Regions from separate parts of the Arachis hypogaea genome. Here region 2 is linked to region 1. Evidence: chromatin contacts called from public Hi-C data. All regions are on one chromosome and are shown on one strand. The core of a region is the stretch at or near the end of the contact, and the rest is flanking DNA. Distances in the headings are between cores, read along the strand shown.

What was found. A called contact is a pair of places that touch in the nucleus more often than the background predicts.
Region 2: a contact with region 1 is called in a Hi-C map of an unstated tissue, with 6 times the contacts expected there. The contact joins the enhancer-like site here to the promoter of LOC112751176 in region 1. A contact is called at or near these places in 4 of 8 Hi-C or Micro-C datasets (leaf and an unstated tissue).

What each region holds. Positions count from the first base shown.
Region 1 is chr15:147,143,719-147,148,407 of arahy.Tifrunner.gnm2.J5K5, reverse strand. LOC112751176 reads right to left here and starts at 3,313. Exons shown (of 8, transcript XM_072217182.1): 1 at 2,496-3,313; 2 at 1,963-2,001; 3 at 1,625-1,667; 4 at 1,472-1,516; 5 at 1,178-1,247; 6 at 851-933; 7 at 698-742; 8 at 32-269. The coding sequence starts at 1,632. The coding sequence ends at 248.
Region 2 is chr15:147,236,334-147,241,275 of arahy.Tifrunner.gnm2.J5K5, reverse strand. LOC112751177 (probable sulfate transporter 3.5) reads left to right here. Exons shown (of 12, transcript XM_025800232.3): 11 at 314-390; 12 at 527-954. The coding sequence ends at 730. Among protein-coding and RNA genes, the nearest start is that of LOC112751177, 12 kb to the left of the region's middle. Within about 2 kb of position 1,910, at least 2 of the 3 cell types and tissues checked have open chromatin away from gene starts, as enhancers often do.

The sequences.
Region 1 (4,689 bases), core at 2,064-4,563:
GCTTAAAAAAAAAGACCAATTATAGGTGATATTATTTGAAAAGGGTGTGGATTCTAATTGTAAAAACTTTTCAAGAGCCATATTTTTTTGTTTATAAATAAAAAATACTTAATCAATTAAATGTAGAACTACAGCTACCAACACATACAAAGCAAATGTAAATGGCTTGCCAGCATAACCTTTCCTTTAGGTTCTTCAAGAACAAATTCAGCATACAAATCCTTTAGAGCAATCATGACTATAGTTATCAATGGCCCCTTAATAGCTCCCTGAAAAATAACACACTCCTTCAATCAATCTAACAAAGTCATGGAATACAAGAAAAGTCTATCTATACAAGTTAACATATAGATTAAACCAAACATGATCGGAATGATGCCTTCAGAACTTTCAAAAGTTAGAATCTCTTGGGAATTCGGCATTTTGTACCAAAAATTATTAGCAAGTCGATACATCCCATTGCCTCTCCAAAAATCAAAATTAAAAGAAAAAAAGAGTAATGATATACCCTTCTAATCGCCTTCCTAAATATCCTCCCAATTCCTAAATAAGGTTTAAAAAGAAAAAAAACCAATATGCCAAAATTAAAAAAAAAGCAACCACATTTGTTTAATCATGGTTACATGAACTATTCATTGGGTAAAATAGTTAAATACTTGTTAAATTAAACCTTGATAGATAAATGTCAGATACTTACCTAGCAGGAGTCATAACAGGAATTTGCTCAAGATTGGATACTCTTCTAAAAACCAAAAGTATAAGAAATAGAGAATTATACAAGATGATTCAAAAAAAGAATTTTATATTGCACTGAAACTTAGAGAGAAAGAAAAGATAAACATGAACTCACTGTCCCATGGACAAAGTAGGAGGTTGCACTGTAGAGGATGGCACTGAAGTGGCAGTCAAAGATCTTGCAGGTTGAGCTATTGTCTAAACAATTATGTCATAGGAGATTGAAAATAACACAATTAAATAAATAATAGCGTAATTATAATGATATACTAAATAAGAGAGGAATCAAACTATGGAATGTTATTATGTAGTTGAGATTTTCAACAAAAAGATGCCTAAATATCCAATCTTTGTTGGATTAAACAGATTATTATTAACATATACACTTCAGAGACAAGACATGCATTGAGGGGAGTACATGAAACAAAAGAGAAATGTAGACCTTGTATTCACCTGGTTTGAGAAAGTAGATGAAGCAACTAAGGCTCCCTATAGCTAGCCCACTTAAGAATCTAAAGAGTAGTGTATAATAGAAAATAATAAGTTAATAAGAAAATACCATCCATGAGATTAATAGGATAAAATATGCTACTTTTCTGTTCATATATTTGATATCTGACCAATATTCTTGCAATATAAAAGTGGATTCTACTAACTCTATTCAACCACACAGTGAAGTAAATTCTTTATCGCCAAATAGAAAAGGTAAAAATGGATACCAAGATCAGATACTCACCTAGCAGGAGTCATAACAGGAATTTGCTCAGGATTGGATACTCCTCTGAAAACCAAAAGTACAAGAAATAAAGAATTATACAAGATAATTCAAAAAAAGGATTTTACATTGCACTGAAACTTGGAAAGAAAAGAAAGATAAACATGAACTCACTGTCCCATGGACAAAGTAGGAGGTTGCAATGTAGAGGATGGCACTGGAATGGCAGTCAAAGAACTTGCAGGTTAGGTTACTGCCTAAACAATTATGTCACAGGAGATTGAAAATAACACAATTAAATAAATAATAGTGTAATTATAATGATATACTAAATAAGAGAGGAATCAAACTATGAAATGTTATTATATAGTTGAGATTTTCAACAAAAAGATGCCTAAATATCCAATCTTTGTTGGATTAAACAGATTATTATTAACATATACACTTCAGAGACAAGACATGCATTGAGGGAAGTACATGAAACAAAAGATAAATGTAGACCTTGTACTCACCTAGTTTGAGAACTGAGGCTCCCTAGCCCACTTAAGAATCTAAAGAGTAGTGTATAATAGAAAATAATAAGTCAATAAAAAAATGCCATCCATGAGATTAACAGGATAAAACATGCTACTTTTCTATTCATATATTTGATATCTGACCAATATTCTTGCAATATAGAAGTGGATTCTACTAACTCTATTCAACCACACAGTGAAGTAAATTCTTTATCACCAAATAGAAAAAGTAAAAATGGATACCAAGATCAGATTGCATAGTAACAGAATTTTTCATGAGACTCAAGCTGAAGAAATTATGCAAAAAGACAGAGTTGAAGAAAGGCTGAGAATATTATCAGTCACTAAATTGGGAAAAAATTTCATCAAATTAGGGTTCGAATAAAAAAAGCAAACAAATTGAAAACAAGCAAAATTAAAATAAATTGGTGCAAAGATATTCGAGCAACAAGTAAAATAATTAAATTGAAACAAATGTACGAAGACAAAAGATGAAATTGGAACAACAGAAAAAAGGAGAAAAAGCAAACCAGGACGGTTGGGAAACCACACGACGACACCAGGACGTTCACAGCGGAAGAACGAACAACAGACGTGTCTCTCCATCTTTCTTTCGCGCGCGGGAGCTATGCGGGAGCTTGAGCAGATCCGTGACGAGGAAGGATGTAGTGGCTGCAGCTGATGAACGAAAGGTATACGGCGGCAAAGATCTTGAAACTGATGATTGGCGCCTTTGTGCCCCTTTTAGTTTGCCTGAAAACGAAGATTAATGGCTCTTACTTCACCCAATTTCGACTATGAAATAAATCTCAAATATGTTATCTGCGACAGTTGATACACAGAACCGCCCTTATTTTGAGCAGTCCTTGACGGAAACAAATAAGGCATCAAGAACCGCAGCTACTCAATGAACTTGTGGCCGTTCCCAAGAAACGCTGGTAATTTTTCACTACAATTGCCCGTTTCTCTTGTAGTGCTTGAGGTGTAAAGATTCAAGTTAAACCTTGAATCTTGAATTTAACAAGAAGAAGAAATTGTAGTATGCGCAATAGATTAGCAAAATTAGGGTAGAACCATGTAAAGAAGAGTTTCTTGAAGAGGAAGTAATTCTCATATTTCAGGGTTATAATTATTATCATTGACACGATATAGATTATTAACACATGCTTATATACACATCTCAATCTATCCTTGTTGACTGATTCAACTTTCTAATAGCTCAACATCATCACTTAACTAGCTATATAATAACAAATCATATAACTAACTAATTAACTGCTATGACCTTTATTTCCACTCTCAAACTTAGAAGGGAATTTTGATCCATACTTTTTTTGTGTCTAAACTTGATGAATAGTGTTAAAGATAATGCTTTTGTTACCAGATCAGCTACTTGATCAGTAGTGCAACAACGTATAATTATTTGGCATTCACCATGTCTCTTAAGAAAGATGGTGAAATTCCAAGCTTAAAAAATAATTGAGCTTACCAAGATTTTTTTCAAAAAAAATATTTTGTTTAATTCACCAATTAAAATTTCTATTTTTGATGAATTATTCCATGCATGTCACCCCAATATCATTAATATAAAAAAAAAGTAGAGATTGAGTTATGTCTAATCAATAGAGAGACATCAGATTTTTTGCTATAGAATCAAAACGATTACAATGTTCTTATAAGCAGACCCCAGCTTTAAAAAAAAAAGTTAATAGTAATAAGTATTAAGTATGATTTAATTTTAAAAAAAAATATTTAGTATTTAATTTAGTATAAAGTAAAAGTTAAGTCCAATCTAAATATTAATCATTTTTAATATCTAAAAAATAAATAACAATATTAAAAAATTTTGAAAAATATATTATTACAAATATTTTTTAATTAAATAACATTTTTTAAATCTCATAAAGTAGATTTTTTTCTTCTTGTGATCGTCTTTCTTGATTCATTTGGTATTAATTCTCTCTGTTTCAACTGCTACAACAGAGAGATTTTTTTCAGCTATGAATATTGTGAAGAATAACTCAGAAACAAAATGAAAAATGAATTTTTTGCTAATTGTCTTCTAATTATATTGAAAAAAAATTGCTTAAAAATTTGACACAAATTCTATTATCGATGAATTTTATGATAAAAAGAATTAACTACTTCGTTAGTAAAAAGTACACACATATTTTTTGTACTTTAAAATATATTCTCTATCGATATATTTTTGTAATACATCTTACATTATATAATTTTTTTTATAATTTTTTAATATTATATATATATTATTGGCCCTTGTGATAATATTTCTGCATCCGTACCTACTTATAAGAGTTTAAAATAGGTTTTGGGAATTTGCTTTTGTCCATATGAAGCCTTCCTCAACCTACAAACCTGATTCATATTTCCATTATTATATCTTGGGGCCAACTCATAAGGACCTATTCTTCTAAATTTTCATTTAAAAAAGCGTTGTCCAAATCAAATTGCCTTAAAAATCCATCTAAGATAAATGGTTATAATGAAGACTATTCTAATAGTTGTTGGCCTTATAATAGGTGAAGGTATCAGACTTAAATTGAGAATAAAAAAAACTTTAGAATCAGAAAAAAAGATAACAAAAAAAAGTGTGAAAGAAGAGTAAATTTCATTATATAATTTGTTGCTTTACATTTATTACATCTCTCACTATTTATAGACATTGCTACACTCTTACTTTACGTGAAATCAGTTACACTAGCA
Region 2 (4,942 bases), core at 661-3,160, 94 kb before region 1:
AATATACAAAGAATAATGTTATTATAATAATTTTGGCTATTGATTTCAATAATATGCTTGAGATCAACGACTAAAATTACTAAAACACTAGTATTCTTAGTATATTTAAAATTCTTCCTATAGTTTTATTATATTTCATTACTTATCATCTTGTGTCTTTCTCTCTCGTAGTGATTTTTACAATGAATCTTTAAAATATGTAAAAAATAAAAAAACAATGTTTTGTAGAAATACTTTTTTTATGGTTATTATTATTATACTCGTAGATATCATGTAATAATTCTTAATTTCCTGATTTTATACGCTTATGTAGGAGTAACATCAATTGACATGACTGGTATCGAAGGATTGCTAGAGACTTATAGAGTATTGGAAAAGAATGGAATTCAGGTACAATATAGAATTAAACTTCTTGGACTATATATCTATATAGCTAGATCCTTCAACTTGATTTATTAAAAAATAAAAAACATATTATATATATCTATATATAATGTTTTTACTTTTATTTATTTTCTTTTTGTAGATGTTAATAGTGAACCCAAGACTTGAGGTTATGGAGAAGCTGGTGGCATCCAATTTTGTAGACAAGGTTGGGAAGGATTCATTCTATCTGAATTTGGATGATGCAGTGAATGCAACTCAATATTCACTTCGTTCACTCAAGACCAATAACAATAATATTAATGAAGACACAACTCATCAACAATTACCCGATCATCATGCCTAATAAAAGTTATTAATTAAGTAGGAGGTTAGAGCATAGAAAATAAAATAATGATGTGTTTTAATTCGTTTAAAGTAGTTGAGATCAAACTTCGTGTATGTTCATCGCTTGTACAATTAAAAATTTTTAGAGAAAAACAACCTAGTTGATAACTAGAGTAGTCTAGATTGTCAAATGGTGTATCAATATTGTGGGTCAAGAAATGTGAAATATCCACCTTTAATTTATTCATACATTGTCACATAATTTTGTTAGCAATGTTTTTTTCTCTCTCTAACCTATTCTACAAGTCAAAAATCAACTTGTTTTGGATCTGAAATTACTATATGCATAAAGTATAATTCGAATATGATAGTTTTTTAGTTAGACGAGTGAATTGATACCAATCAAAATCAGCAAATTACTAAATTTCAAATTCAAATTTTCAGGCGTTGAAGCTTTTTTTTTTTTCCTGGTAGTTGATGCATTAAAATTCTGGGCATTAAAGATCGTTATAGTGGTTTTAGACTTTTTGTTGAAATCACAATTTGTTTCAATTTTTTTTCAGAATTTGTTTCTACTTTATTGAAGGATAAATATTTATTCTCTTATTAGGCCTAACAAAAGGCCCATAATATGTTCAACGGCTTAGTCCAAACAAGATCCCCATAGAGTCAATTAATCGATCCTTACCTTTCAGCTTTGAGCCCACAAGGCCTATAGCAGGAAAACATGAAGCCCACTACTGTAGTTTCAGTATCATTTTCTTGAAAACAAAAATTCCATACCAAAATCCTAATATGAGTTTTTTTTTTTAATTGATTTGGTTTATTTGAAATTTATAAATTATGAGTTTTCGTTTTTGTTGTCAACGATATTTCAGTTTGGTAGGTCAATTACTAATTTGTTGCAAATCAAAATCTTATTTAAGGGTTTGTTGCTGGCCAACGGATTATTGCATGCACAAAGACAGATTCAATCCTTGACACTTATTTAAGCGAACTAGTGAGCTAACCATTATACCAATCCAAATTGGTTATAAATTTTTTTTTTTGTCATACATCCTAACACACACATACCCTTCTCTCTCCATGGTTCCATATAACCACTTTCTAATTATAACTATGATTTAAACTCTGATGCACTATCTAGCAAGGCATATACAAATGTCGCTAGATTACATCCTTTTTTTTTTTGGTAATACTAGATTACATTCTTAAAAGCAGATACTATATAAAGTGGTAAATAGACTGGGAGCAGTATAATTGGGCTTAGCCCAATTAATAGAAATAAAGTTTGATAATTGAATTGGTCGAATAGTCAATTTACTCGTCCACTTAAATAAATGTCAAGAGTTGAATTCTGTCTTGTACATATAGTAACTCAATAACTAGTGACAAATCTTTAAATAGAATTTAAATCTGCAACAGATTAGTTTTTGAATACCGTAGATAACCATTAATGTCCAAAAAAAAGAATAGAACTTATAATAAGATGTTGAATTTTAATAAATACTCTTTGTTCTCGGTGGTTTCTCTCTAATTTTCTCCTTGATCAACCATGCTTCTTCCTTATCACACACTCATGTTATAATATTCATCCTCATTCTCTTTTATTCATATATCAACACAATCACATTTGATGGTTATCAGTGGCTAAGAGAAGGGGGTTGAATCTTAGCCCCTTTTTGCTTGATAATACTTGCTGACTCTTGAAACCAACTTTGGAAACCTTTTGTCTTTTTATCTCGTCACTAGCCACGAGACTTTTTTTTTTGTCTCGTCCCTAGCCACGAGACTTTTCTTTTTGTCTCGTCACTTTACACGAGATATTTTTTGTTTTTACTCCTGTGCAGTAAAAACAGAAATGGAGTAGAGAAGAGAGAAAATTACACCCAAATATATCCTGGTTCAGCTGCTAAGTGCAGTGCAGCTTACATCCAGTCTCCATCACAAACATGATGAAATTTCACTATAATCTTCCTGATTACAATCTGTAAAGTGCTAACCCAACTTACAAGGGGATTCCCACAAAATCATGAAACACAACATAGATGAACAAAAGAACTCTAAGGACATCTATGGCTTTTTATTTTAATTTTGCACTCTCTGCCTTTTTTCGCTCTATGGCTTTTTCATACAAACCTCACTGTTTGCCTTTTTCCATGAGACTCAAGACATGACAAAATTAAACAGAAAAATACAAAACAGAATATATTGAAGGAGAAGAAAATCTGTAAGCTTAGGTAGCTCTGAGAATCATGTGCCTTGCACTCTCACTGCTTACTTCTAACTCCTTGCTCCAAACAGTGGCTGTTCTCTCTTTTTATAGAAGAGGGAAGCCTCCACTTTTGAAGCCAAAAATCAAGCCAACTTCTTCTCCAAGAAACAGATCCGGTTCGGCCACACAGAGAGAGAAGAGATAACCATGCAAAACCCAACATGCAATTACCTTTAGTCCTTCCTTGGTCATCACCCTTCATCAATCCGAGCGCTCCATCCTTGGCTTGCTCTCCAAGATGAATTTCTGGCCCTTGATGCTTCATGATGATGATGGCTTCATCTGCTTCAATCTCTGCCTCTTCCATCACTTCGCCACTCTAGCTACTTCCTGTGGTGGTTGAGCAGAATCAAAGACAAGCCATGCCTCCAAGAATCTCTACCTTGCTGGCCGAATCTTCTTCTTTCTTTTTTGAGTATGAAGAGCTCGAGATTATCTCACCAAATCTTACTATTTTGGGTGAATATCTCAGCCACAGCATACTTTTATTTTGTTATGTTTTCTTGCCATCATTGAGATGGTCTTGAGACGTGCTCCATCTTCTTTTCGGTGAGTAGGTGTAGCTTCCATGGCTTCTTGGATAATGACCGAAAGAGAAGAAGGAAAGATGAGAGAGAAGACACAAATGAATGAGAAGTAATTAAATGAAGTTAAACACTTGAGTGGAAAAAGTTGCTTTTACTTCCCTTGCTTGAGTGGCGTGCTGCAACAATAAATCAATCATGTCACTCATTTTCTTTCTCTCATTTATGTTTCCAATGCTATCAAGATGAAATTTGAAATCCATCCTTAATGAAAGTTGGAATCCGTTGGAGAGCATAAGGCAAATGATAACATTTGCTTTCATGATGGATTTTGGATCAAACATTGGATCACTTAACATAGATATTGGGCTTGTAATAATAAAATCAATTTGGCCCATTATAACAACTAGCTTCAGCCACAAATTAATTTGGACATTCAAAGCTAAGTTAATAATAAAACACTTGGGCTTGTTAATTTTCTTTTGTTTCGACCCAAAATAAATTCAGCCATACTCATCATGTATTCTTGCATTAAATCAAGACTGAGTATAATTGGGCTTGCACCAAAATTTTATTTTCGGCCCAATTAAAATCTGCATCACAAAATTATTAATTAACATATGTTAAATGAAAATCAAATTAATAATATTGTGATTAAATATTTCAATAATGTTTATTCATCATCAAAATTAACTTGGAATTTTCCAAACTCATCAACATTTATCAATATACACACAAAAATCACAATTCCAATGCTTAACACAGGGGATTAAGATCTATGTTTTTTCAATGGTGTTTTCGTTGAACACCATGACTAGTCTTCATTTACATTTATCAAATCTATAATCATAATTAAACCTATATTCATATTTACCACAGTAAAATCCTTAATTTTTATCCTTTCACACTCAATCGTGCTTGTTACACTTTCTATGTTGGGGAAGTAGTATTAGGTGAGGGATCATGAATGATCCTTGCATTTGATATTGGAGGGTTGTCATTATTTGGATCATGAAAGATCCACTTATTATAGCATGGATATATATTAGAAAGATTAGGCATATAAAAATGAAAAGTAGTAGTAAGATTATTTGGGGTTAGAACAACGAATTTTAAATCTTTATAGTAATACAAATGAGGAGCTCACATGCTGACGCGGCACTCATACGTTGAATCTGAAAGTTTATTTGCTTACGTGTCGTCACTAAAAATTTTTAGAATTATATTTATAAATTATAAATTATTATTTGCTTAGTTTGTTATTTTCAAATTTTAAATTGTTTGTTTAGATTATTTTACTTAAATTGTTATTTTTTAAATTTTAGATTATTTTATTTAGGTTGTTATTTTTTAAATTTTAACACTATTCTATAAAATTTTGTTTTTTTTTAAATTGCAGCTACATACGTCCTTTTACATATATTTACGTTGA